Regions from separate parts of the Sus scrofa genome. Here regions 1, 2 and 3 are each linked to region 4. Evidence: chromatin contacts called from public HiChIP or PLAC-seq and promoter capture Hi-C data. All regions are on one chromosome and are shown on one strand. The core of a region is the stretch at or near the end of the contact, and the rest is flanking DNA. Distances in the headings are between cores, read along the strand shown.

Evidence for each region. Promoter capture Hi-C pulls out the DNA fragments that hold promoters and counts their contacts. HiChIP or PLAC-seq counts read pairs in DNA pulled down with a chosen protein or histone mark.
Region 1: a promoter capture Hi-C map of fetal liver shows a contact between it and region 4, with 5 times the contacts expected there. The contact joins the enhancer-like site here to the promoter of GRPEL1 in region 4. A contact is called at or near these places in 2 of 5 promoter capture datasets (fetal liver and liver), 26 of 47 Hi-C or Micro-C datasets (adipose tissue, alveolar macrophages, blood and 13 more) and 2 of 2 datasets of contacts at active chromatin or transcription factors (alveolar macrophages and skeletal muscle).
Region 2: a contact with region 4 is called in an H3K27ac HiChIP or PLAC-seq map of alveolar macrophages. The contact joins the enhancer-like site here to the promoter of GRPEL1 in region 4. A contact is called at or near these places in 1 of 5 promoter capture datasets (fetal liver) and 1 of 2 datasets of contacts at active chromatin or transcription factors (alveolar macrophages).
Region 3: a promoter capture Hi-C map of liver shows a contact between it and region 4, with 4 times the contacts expected there. The contact joins the promoter of KIAA0232 here to the promoter of GRPEL1 in region 4. A contact is called at or near these places in 3 of 5 promoter capture datasets (fetal liver and liver), 8 of 47 Hi-C or Micro-C datasets (adipocytes, alveolar macrophages, fibroblasts and 4 more) and 1 of 2 datasets of contacts at active chromatin or transcription factors (alveolar macrophages).

Annotation. Positions count from the first base shown.
Region 1 is chr8:3,928,119-3,930,843 of Sscrofa11.1, forward strand. No RefSeq gene overlaps it. Among named protein-coding and RNA genes, the nearest start is that of TBC1D14, 11 kb to the left of the region's middle. Within about 2 kb of position 1,398, at least 67 of the 83 cell types and tissues checked have an H3K27ac peak or open chromatin away from gene starts, as enhancers often do. A contact at or near this core is called in adipose tissue, alveolar macrophages, brain and 9 more, where this site is marked.
Region 2 is chr8:4,008,732-4,011,431 of Sscrofa11.1, forward strand. All of the region lies in intron 1 of KIAA0232, which reads right to left. Among named protein-coding and RNA genes, the nearest start is that of KIAA0232, 21 kb to the right of the region's middle. Within about 2 kb of position 1,275, at least 1 of the 83 cell types and tissues checked has an H3K27ac peak or open chromatin away from gene starts, as enhancers often do. A contact at or near this core is called in alveolar macrophages, where this site is marked.
Region 3 is chr8:4,029,968-4,032,715 of Sscrofa11.1, forward strand. KIAA0232 reads right to left here and starts at 1,428. Exons shown (of 13, transcript XM_021100968.1): 1 at 1,186-1,428.
Region 4 is chr8:3,795,943-3,798,642 of Sscrofa11.1, forward strand. GRPEL1 (grpE protein homolog 1, mitochondrial) reads left to right here and starts at 1,368. Exons shown (of 5, transcript XM_003356847.4): 1 at 1,368-1,498. The coding sequence starts at 1,398. LOC110262050 (a long non-coding RNA gene) reads right to left here and starts at 1,287. Exons shown (of 2, transcript XR_002346550.1): 1 at 1,191-1,287; 2 at 1-992.

The DNA of each region.
Region 1 (2,725 bases), core at 148-2,647, 130 kb after region 4:
TGCCTTCCTCAAGGAACAGGGCAGCTCCCCATTCCCGCCACAGGTTCCCGCCTCTCAGTCCGCCCAGCGGGAAGGATCCCCAGGCCTGCGGAGGGGCTGCAGCCAGGAACAGGGGTCTCTGAAGCAAAAGGGAGCCCCTGGCCCGGGGACTAGGGGGTCCCCAGCGAAGGGGAAGTCCGTGGAAGGACAAGGATATGAGAAGCAAGGGGATCGGGAGCTCCGAGGCGGAGGGGCTTCCAGGGGGCTGGATCGTCTAGACGAAGGGGGACGGGGGAGTCGGGGAGAGGGGACGTCCGAGGTGGCGGAGGTCCCGCGGGAAGGGGACTTCAAGGTAGAGGGGATCCTGGCGGTTGGGGGGGCGGGGAGCCGCAACGTGGGGAAGGCCCCAACTGAAGGGAGCTCCGAGGTGCAGGGGTCCCGGTGGCCCCAAGGTAAAGGGGGTCCCGCGGGTCAGGCGGCGCGGCTCTGCGCGCCGACCGGCTCCGCTCCCCGCCGGAGAACCTGGCGCATCTGGAGGGAAAACTTTTCGTCAAGTTCCGGAAAAGGAGCGTGTCAGGGCGCGAAGGAGCAGACGAAGCGAGCTCCGCCTGGGCTCCGCGATGTTCCCCGGGCCCCACGCGCTCCCTCGGCGCCGGGGAAGCGTCGGTCGCTCGGCGAGGGGGCACCCGGGCCGGACCTGAACCCGCGCAGCCCGCCCCGCCCCGCCTCAGGCAGCCTCCCGGCTCCGGCCAACGCTGCAGCAGGTGGCAGCGGCCCCGCGCGCCCCGGCCCCCTCCCTCCCTGGCGGCCCGGCCCTGGCTGGAGGCCCTCAGTACCGGAGTTAGTGCGGCTCCGACGCCATCCCCGGGGCCCGCGGGCCCGCAGCCCAGGCCCCGCGGGACCCGCAAATTGCGCGGAGAGGACGCGGGGCGCTGCAAGCGGCGGACCGGCCCCACAGGTGCAAGCTAGACGCCCGCGGCCAACAGCTGCGCGCGCCCTCGCCCCGCCCCGCGCGCCCTCGCCCCGCCCCGCGCGCCCTCGCCCCGCCCCGCGCGCCCTCGCCCCGCCCCGCGCGCCCTCGCCCCGCCCCGCCCCTGCCCGAGCGGCCGCTCTTCCGCCCCGGCTGCCGCCCCCCGCCGCGCCGCCGCGGCTCCTCGAGCTCGACGCTCGTCTTGATGCCCCTCCTCCGGCCCGATCGACCGCACGCCGCTGGCCTCGGAGCTATGTTGCCGGCCCTTTTCTCTCCTGAAGGCCAAGAGGGACCTCGAGGGGTGGCCTAAGGGGATCCTCATGCCCGCGGAGCCCCCGTGGACACCCGCCAGGGGCTCCCTTACCTGATCGGCTCCACCCGCGGCCATCTTGGAAGTGGGAAGCGGTCGGGAGGGGGAAGGGGCACGAGCGGGCAGGGACCAGGCGTGGGGAGCCGAGCGGCGGAGCGCATCGATGAGCGCCCCTGCCCCGGAGCAGGTGTGCTGGGGAGGAGAGGCCCCGCCCCCACCTGACCGAAGGGATCAGATGGTCACGATCCGAGCTCAGTCTCCGGACTTGCAGCCTCGGGACTGTGGCTTTGACGAATTCCTGGCCAGCCATGGTCTCTTAATCTGTAAAACGGGCTTTTCCAGTACTTTTTTTTTTTTTTTTTTTGAGCTAGTTCAGAATGCATGGTCCCCCAAACTTGTCTGCACTTCAGTATCGCCTGGAGATTTTTGAAAATTTCAAAGCCCTTGGCACACCCCAGGCCAATTTCAGAGGCTCCGGAGGTGAGATACAGTTTTAGAAACTGATGTGCTGACACATTTGGGAACCGCTGGCCTAGCGTTCATGTGCGTTATTTCCCGTCAACATTACAGAAACTTAAGGGACAGGGTCTCGGATCAAAACCTACGTACAGAAGGTTGGGAGATGAAGTCTGTTGCCCCAGGTTCCAAGGCCGAACAGTAGCTGAGGGGTCAGAAGCCCGATGCCCCGCCCCAAGCCGCCTTGCAAGATCATGCAAAACCCTGAATAAGAAATCTCTTGTTCCCTGGTAATTGACCCCTTTCTCCTCCCTCTCCTAGAATGTAGGCTCCTTGGGCTGAACCAGGCTTATCTTGTTTACTGGTGTGTTCCCTGAATCTGACAAATAGTAAACACTGAAGTGTTTGTTGAATTCTTCTGAGGTGTTTGGGAGCTGGAAGGCCTGGGTTCCAGGGCTTCTACCACCCAAGGCCCCTGAGACTTGTCACAGGCAAAATGACCAGAGAGGAGGCGTTCCCATCGTGGCTCAGCAGAAACAAATCCGACTAGTATCCATGAGGATGCAGGTTCCACCCCTGGCCTCACTCAGTGGGTTAAGGATCTGCCATTGCCATGCATGAACTGTGGTGTAGGTCACGACACAGCTCTGATCTGGAGTTGCTGGGGCTGTGGTGTAGGTCGGCAGCTGCAGCTCTGATTCCACCCCTTGCCTGGGAACTTCCATATGCTACGGGTGCGGCCCTAAAAAGACAAAAAAAAAAAAAAAGATCAGATAGGAAACTTCATAGAGAGGAGCAGCTGCCTCTAGCAGAGCGGTCGGGGATACGCCTGGTAAGGTCTCCATCACAGCCGCTGGAGGCACGCAAATGGAAGGTTAATTTGTCTGGGCTATGCTCACGGGCGGCGGGCCAAAGAACCTGCGACTTGTTTCTCCTGCCTGGGTCGTAGCTCTAAAAACTCTGTGCACCTACCAGTTATGATGGCAGGAAGAGTGGAACTTTAAAATGGA
Region 2 (2,700 bases), core at 25-2,524, 210 kb after region 4:
TGCTGAGTCACAACAAAAAAAGAACCCTCAGTAAGCTCATGAGAAAACTGAGTCGGGGCATCACTCCTGGGACGCCTTTTTTTTTTTTTTTTTTTTTTTTTGTAGCTGCCCCTGCAGCATGTGGAAGTTCCTGCGCCAGGGCCTGAATCTGAGCTGCAGCTGCAACCTACGCCATAGCTGCAGCAACGCTGGATCCTTAACCTACCGTGCTGGGCCAGGGATCAAACTAGCACCTCCAAAGAGACAAGCCAGATCGTTAACCCACTGCGCTAAGTGGGAAAAGGGTCATTTTCCTGAAGCAGCTGAGCAGTGGCCTGCGACTTGTGACTGGACTTCTGCCCCTCAATCGAAAACACACCAGAAATGTGCCACCGGCACTTCCACCGAAATTGGCATCTGTGGTGTGAAAATCCCAGAACATCTCACGGGGGTTCTTACTTCAGGCAACAGCAGCTGCAGAAGCCCGGGTTCAAGGAAGCTGAGCGCTTCCATACAGAGAGAGCACCACGAGATTACAGAGTGGCACAAGTTTCATTAGAAGGCTGTGGACCGCAAATTCTGCAAGGATCAAAGCTGTTCATCAGCTCCAGGGCCACCTCCACTGTGTCTGCCTCCCAAATGGGATTCGTCCTCCCCAAGTGCTGTTCTAAACATCTTACAAAGAATCCGTGAGATAACCGATCCACTGGAAAAAAAGGCAGAGGAGCCTTGTCTCTTTTCTCTGTCTTCTAGAACGCAGCCTACTTGTGGTATGAAGGTTTACTTTTATTACAGAAACACCTCTGTGTCACACTGCTCAGTTACAGAACATAACAAGGTAGTAAGCAGCACTTAACCCAGATCACGTAACCACTTATTCGTCCATTCTTCCCCGTCTTATTCTACTGTCTCCCCATCCAACAATAGCTACTAACCTAAGTTGTCATTCCTTTGATTTTTTACAAAAACAAAACTTGTCACAAATGCATAAATGATTAAACAATACACTGTTCAGCTGTACTTTTTTTTTTTTTTCCAAAGGCCGCACCTAAGGCACATGGAGGCTCCCAGACTAGGGGTCCAATTGGAGCTACAGCTGCCGGCCTGCACCATAGCCACAGCAATGCAGGATGTGAGCTGTGCCTGAGACCTACACCACAGCTCAGGACAAGGCCGGATTCTTAACCCACTGAGTGAGGCCAGGGATCAAACCCACAACCTCATGGTTCCTCGTCAGATTCATTTCTGCTGCGCCACGACAGGAACTCCCAGTTGTACTCATTCTTGAGCGCTGTAACAACAGTGGTTCGACATATAGAATCTTCTGGGACTTCCCCTTTTTACTCAGCATTATGTTTCCACAATTCACTCACGCTCACCTTAATATTTTATAATATCCCACTGGATAAATACCATACTTTATTCAATCTCCTGTCAATGAACTTTTGAGGTGTTTCTAATAGTTTGCTCTAATAAACACAACAGCTAGGAGCAGCCTTGTACGTGGCTCTTGGTACACGTTCCTTCCAAGTACATACCCAGATGGGGGCTGTCAAGTTAGAGAAGAGGATAACCAAGCCTGAACTTGGCTAGACCATGTAACATTATATCCCCAAGTGGGCATTCCAGCACCCTACTCCAATCAGCAACATGTACAAGTTACCTGTTAAGCTACAGCTTCCCTGATACATGGTACTCAAGAGTCTTTTTTTTTTTTTTTCAGTGCAGGGAATGATAAAAAAAAAAACACCTCACGGAGATTGGAGATTTAATGATTTGATCTGCAGTTCTCTTATTAATGATGAGCACCTTTTCATGTATTTATTGGCTATGTTTCCTCTCGTCTGAACTACTCATTTTTCTGTTGGACTGTTTTGTTTCTGTGGATTTCTAGAAGTTCGTCATATATATGGACACTGATGGGAATCCCTCACCAGTTATACATACCACAAGTATTTTTCCCAGGGTGTGGCTCCTCATTTTCTTCCTTTCTTCTTTCCTCCCTCCTTCTTTCTTTTTTTGTCTTTTTTAGGGCTGCACCTGTGGCATATGGAGGTTCCCAGGCTAGGAGTCGAACTGGAGCTACAGCTGCCAGCCTACACCACAGCAACACTGAATCCTTAACCCAACGAGCAAGGCCAGGGAACCTGCATCCTCAGGGATGCTGCTCAGATTTGCTTCTGCTGACACCACGATGGGCACTCCCTCAGCATCTTCTTCATGCTATCCTTAGATAAAAATTTCTTGGAGCTCCCGTCGTGGTGCAGCAGCAACGCATCCAACTAGGAACCATGAGGTTGTGGGTTCAATCCCTGGCCTCACCCAATGGGTTAAGGATGCAGTGTTGTAGTAAGATGTGATGTAGGTCACAGATGCAGCTCGGATCTGGAGTGGCTGTGGTATAGGTCGGCAGCTGTAGCTCTGATTTGACCCCTAGCGTGGGAACCTCCATGTGCCATGGGTGCAGATCTAAAAACCAAGCAAAAAAAAAAAAAATTCTCACTTTAATATGCTGCATTTATCAATCTCTCCTTTTTATGGTTGACACTTTTTGCATCCTAAGACTCTGCTCAGCGTGTGTGCAGACACCAGAGTCTTTGCTCAGAGTGTGTGAACAGAGCAGCAGGGTCAGCATCCCTGGGAGCCTGTTAGAAACGCGGGCTCTAAGACCTCACTCCAGACCCACCGCATCGGAATCTGCGTCTCAGATGATGACCATAC
Region 3 (2,748 bases), core at 178-2,677, 230 kb after region 4:
GATTTGACTGTATAGTTAGTTTTACCCAGAGCATCACCTAGTCATCAAAACTGCGCACCCCTCCCCCCACACCAGTCTTCCACCCCTGCTTTTTTTTCAAAACGAGCGAAGACCCAGAGAAGCAAAACTCATTCTCAGGAACTTGAATGAAGCAGCCAACCTAGACAGCCAGGAATCCTCCCCGGGTCTTTATTAGCAGAAAGCACAGTGAGTTAAACCATTTCAAAGCACCGCATGTCCCCCGAGCCGCTCAATCTACACTCTACGAGGTTAGGTCTCCAGAGCTTGCCGAGAAAGGACTGAAACTGAAAGGTGGCCAAAGAGAAATCTTAAACCGGGCCTGTCACGATTTGGGGGTCTGCCGCCAGGCGCCAGGCAGGGCCTGTCAACCGCGCGCCGCACGCCGCGTCCCGGCGCGGCAGGCAGCATTTCCCACGCGACCACCCGCTCCTCGGACGCCGCCGAGCCGGCAGCGCCGAAGGGCCGCCGGGGCCGCCAGGGCTCGGGAGCCGCCCCAGCGGGCCCCGGCCCTCCCGCGCCGCCGCCGCCGCGGGTGACTTTGCGGGCCCGTCCCTCCCGCGGGCGGCCGTAACCTTCGGCGAACCTTGCGCCGCAGGGCCCGCCCCGCCGCCAGCGCCCGCCCCGCGCGCGCAGCGCCACCGGCCCGCAGGCCCGTCAGTCGGCGCCGGCCCCGCCCCGCCCCGCCCCTCCCCCGCCGGCGGTTTCCCTTCCCCGGCCCCTAAAGGACAATGCAGGAGGGGAGGGGGCGGGCGGACGCGGCGGGGCGAGGGCAGCGCCGCGAGCGCCCACCCGCCGGCCGGCCGCGCCGGGAGCCCCGCGGCCGCCGCTCCCCGGGCTCCGCAGCCCGGCCGCACATCCACTCCCCGCCTCGCCTCCCCCCAGAGAGCCGCTCCCAGCGCGGCGACACCGGCCCATTGTGCGGACTCATCGCCCGCCCCCCGCGCGCGCCGAGCCCGGCGCAGGGGTCCCCAGGGCGGGGGTCGCCGGGCCCGCAGCCCACCGCACGCCCGGGGCCCGGCCGGGGTCCTCGCGGAGCCCGCGGCCCGGCGGGACGGCCCGGCCTCCCTCAGGCCGGCCCCGGAGCCCCGCTGCGGCGGCCCGCCCGGCCCGGCCGCGCCTGCCGGGCCGAGGGGCCCCAGCCCACCCTGCGCCCGCCCGCGGTACCTGCTGAGCAGCCGGGCGGCGCGGCGGCCGGCGAGGGCGCCTCCTCGCTCCGAGGGCTCCGAGCCGCTGCCGAGCGCCGGGCGGCCCTGGCCTGCGCCTTACGTAAAGCGGCGGCGGCTCCGGCGCCACTCGGCGGAGGGCGGGAGGCGGCGCGCCGCGGCCGCTCCGCTCCGTTACCCGGCAACTGGCCTCAGCGCCCCGCCAACCGGGCGCGCTCCATATCCTTCCGCCCAGGCGCCGGGATTACATCAGCGCCACCGCCCCGCCCCGGGGCCCCGCCCCTCCAGCGGGCGCGGGGCCCCGGGGCGGGGGCGTGCGGGCGCGCGGAGGGCCCCCTGGCCCGGGCCAGCTCTGCAGCCGCGCTTGGGTCCTGAGAGGCTCGAGGGCCGGAGGCGGGAGCCCACCCAGTGTGCGAGTTGTCGGAGCCGAGGCTGCCCCTGCGGAGGGGCGCGTGGGGCTGCTCTTGGCAAAAGCCCTTAAACTCCGCCGCCACCCTTCCCGCCCCCGGGCCGCCTCGGCCGCTCCTGCTTCCCGGCACATGCTCCACCTGTCTGCGCCCCCCTCCTCGCTGCGTCCTGGGATGGCTGGAGTGGGCGGTTTAACATTTTTTTTAACCCAGAAGACAAGCTAAAGAAATGTGACATGGCTGTTTTTATTAAGTAGGCAAAAATAAATTCTGGAAGATTCGGAAGTGGGAACCAAAAATGTGCACTAACCTTTTAGTCAAAGTTTCTTCACACCCACCCACTTTACTTAAATGTGATTTCTAGGCCTGTCCTTAAAAAGGCAGCTTAAGTATCATAGGCAGCAGAGAGGAAGGAGCCCTGAGCCCGGGTGGGAGATTGCCAATTTACAAAAGAGGGACGAGGACTTGTGCGGGGGGGGGGGGGGGGGCGCTACCTGCCGTTGTTCAGTGATGTATCTGTTGAGCACCTACTAGATGCTGGCCACTGGACTTTTCTGTTCAGAACTGAAGCAAAGTTCCCATACCAGCTCACTGACAGACTGGAAGGGGCAAACTGGATCCTAGGGGCGGGGGTGCTGGAGGAATGGACCACGAACTATGTACAGACTGTCTACAAAGGGGTTTCCTGTACCCTTGTCCTTTGTTCTTGAGAAGAATCTTGGGTCAAGGCTACCATCCCCATTACTCGGGAGAGGAACTGAGGCTCAGAGATAGTTACCGATTTCTCCTAAACTTTACTGCTCGTGAGTAGGCGAGGTTTTCTGACTCCCCTAAACCATCCCGCCTCTTGCAGGATTTGGACCCAAGCTCCTGGCTCTGAGACCTGGGGTCTTCTCCCTTTACACAGCTCTCTCCCTTCATCAGCTTCCCCTCAATTTTCTTCTGTGGCATTCTTCTCAGTTGACTGCATCCCATATGAATCACAATGCATTCAATCAGTGTCTTCGGAGCACCTGTTCTGGGCCTGGCTGGAGATCAAACTCTGAAAAGAGGGAGAGAATGAAAGTGTGCACGCGGGAGTTCCAGAGTGAACTGGGTGCCAAGAAGGGACAAGTAGTGAGCTTTGGAGTCTAGCTCCCAGGTGCTCCCAGACCTGG
Region 4 (2,700 bases), core at 118-2,617:
CTGGATCCTTAAACCACTCTGCTGGGCCAGGGATGGAACCTGAGTTCTCATGCATACTAGTTGGGTTTGTATTGACAGGAACCACACAGACGTGTTTTTTTTTTTTTTTTTTTTTTTTACAGTTGGTTTGTTCTATCGTGATGCAAATAAAGTCTACGCATTCCACTCCATTATGTTTTTATGCTTTTATTATCCGTCCTACTTTTTATTTTCCCTTCAAGCCCCTAACTAATAACTGACTCATGTGTGCAAGAGAAAATTCCACATTCTGGATTTGACCTTTTGCCTCCTTCTGCAGGTGGCACGGGGCCAGGCCCAGAGTAGCAGTCACCTAACATGATGAATGCTTTTAACGGGAACAAAGCAGAAGAACAGAGGTTTGACCCTTACACGTGTGACATGCAGGCAGCACTCCACTTGGGACACTGCAGGCTCCAGGGCCCATCCTGCGGAGAAGACGGGAGGTCAAGCAGTGCTGAAGCAGAGCCAGGACAGAGCTCCCAAGGGCGGCTCGCTTAGGGGCAGCAGCCTACAGAACAGGCAGCACCTCCCTGTCCAGCACCTCGGCTCCTTCGTGGCACGTGATACAGCGCGGGCCTTTGTTAGATTAACAAAAACATTTGTATTTATGAATGTTCACTGTGTCCCCAAAATTCTCCTCGGTGCTATTCTTACTGTGTTTTGTGTTTCACTGAGAAAATTAAGAGGGCAAAGAAAACAGCATGCACGCGGTCCTCCTCACCAGCACCAACGCTGCCGCGCGGTGTAGCATCTGCTTCCCGGTCGTGGGGTAAGGACGGCGTCTCCGCAGCCACCGGCCCTCCGCCCTCCGCCGCGGAGCCGCCAGCAGAAGGGGCAGAGCCCCCCCAGCGCTGTTTTAGCCGCACTTCTCTGCAGTGCTGCGGTTGCCAGTAGACGTGCTTTTGTCCTTGGCCTATGTGCATCTGTCCTACACTGACGCCCGGCGCGCGGCACCGTCCCAGGAGCTCGGGCTGAGAGCGAGAACAGGTCAAAGGCCCGCCCCAGAGCCTCGCCGGCTCCCAGAGCAAACTACGACCCGAAACACGCAAGGCGCAGCCAGACCGGAAAACGCGCTCGCGAGTCTCAAGGCCCCGAACGTACGCACTTCCGGCGCCCCACCCCCTCGGAGCGTCCCCTCCCACGGTTTCCTTCACCTTTCACCTCCTCACCTTCTGGGTCTCCCGAAGGCCTCAGACCCGCCCACCGGGAGAGAGGCCCGTGCTTCGTCAGGACGGGCATCATTGGTGAGTATAGTCTGTCCATCAGAGGAGAAGCGGCGGTGGATTGGCTAAGGAGAAGTGGTTGGGCGGGAAGGCCAGCACGGAGTCTGCGCGAGGGGCTGGGTCCCCGAGGGGGCGGGCCAGCGGCTCCCGCGCATGCCTGTGGCGCGCGCAGGGCTGACGGCGGCGGCAGTCATGGCGGCTCCGTGTGTGAGGGTGGCGCGGCGCAGCCTCTCGGCTTTAGCGTTGTCTCTCAGGTAAAGGGAGCCCGCTACTCGGCGTGAGGAGGGGCGCCATGCGCGTGCCGTCCCCGCGCGCGTCCGCCGCCGCGGGCCCTGCCTTGCTCTGTCCAGGACGTGGGTGTCGTGGACAGCGGTTCCCGGACGGAGGGCACGGACACCACCCGGGCTGCACGCGCTGTGGGGCCGGAGCGAGCGGGACGGCGCCCCGCGCTTGCCCGAGGCCACGCCGACGCGAGCACGAGCCGGGCCCCGCCGCAGGGCCGGCCGGAGGTGGCCGCGTGCGCGGGTCCCGAGGCGCGGGCAGGGGCGCACGGCCCCGGTCCGCCTCCGTCCCCGCCTGCCCGGCCGGGGTAGAAGTGCGGGGGCTCCGCGGCGGGGGTCACGGGGCGGTGCCCTCGCTTACCTTTTTCCCTTCTTCCGTGTTTGTTTAAACTCGAGGCTTCTGCTTTTTCAAAGTCCAGCCGCTTGAGTTGGGGCGGCCAGTGCTTAGCACACTCTGGGTGGGAGGCGCTTCCCGGAACCGGGTTATCCATTAGAGGAGCTGCCGGACGGGACCTGCGCCTTCCCCGCAGCAGCTTGTGGGGCGGATGGGAGGCCCGGCCGGTGAGCGCCGCCCGCGGTCGGGGGACGGGCCGAAGCCGCGGTTCTGGCCAACCCCCCGGCAGCGCCCGAGTCGAAAGGAGCTCGTGGCTTTGCCTCTGGAATTAGTTGCCGGGAAGGCGACGTCCAAGTCAGCAGGAGTTCGTCTCTGAGAACTGGTTTGTGGGAGGAATCCCAGGTGGGGGCGGCGGTCGGGAGAGCTGCCTTGTGCGCGGAGTTCTGAGAGTCGCTGAGCTCTCCGAGCCTCCCTCGGACAGCCCTCCCCAGCCGCCCACCCGCTAGACCGAGGTGGGCTCTGGCTGCTGCTGGAGCCTCTGGTGCTGCCGAGGGGGCTCTGCCCGAAGCATGTGGCTGTCACACCCAGAGGTCAGGACAACGGGAAAACATGACAGGCTTCGTAATGGTTTTCAGATTATTCTTTTCATGACAAAGGTAAAAATAACGAAAAGGATTTTGCCTCCCCCCATCCACAGACTAAGGGACCCTTCCTTTCTACAGGCTTCAGACCCATGTGCCTACACAGGATTTCTGGTTTGTCTTCATAAAAACGGGGTCTTGTTTTCTGTATTTCTCTAAGTTGCATTTCTTTCTCGCCTTTTTTTTTTTTTTTTTTTTTT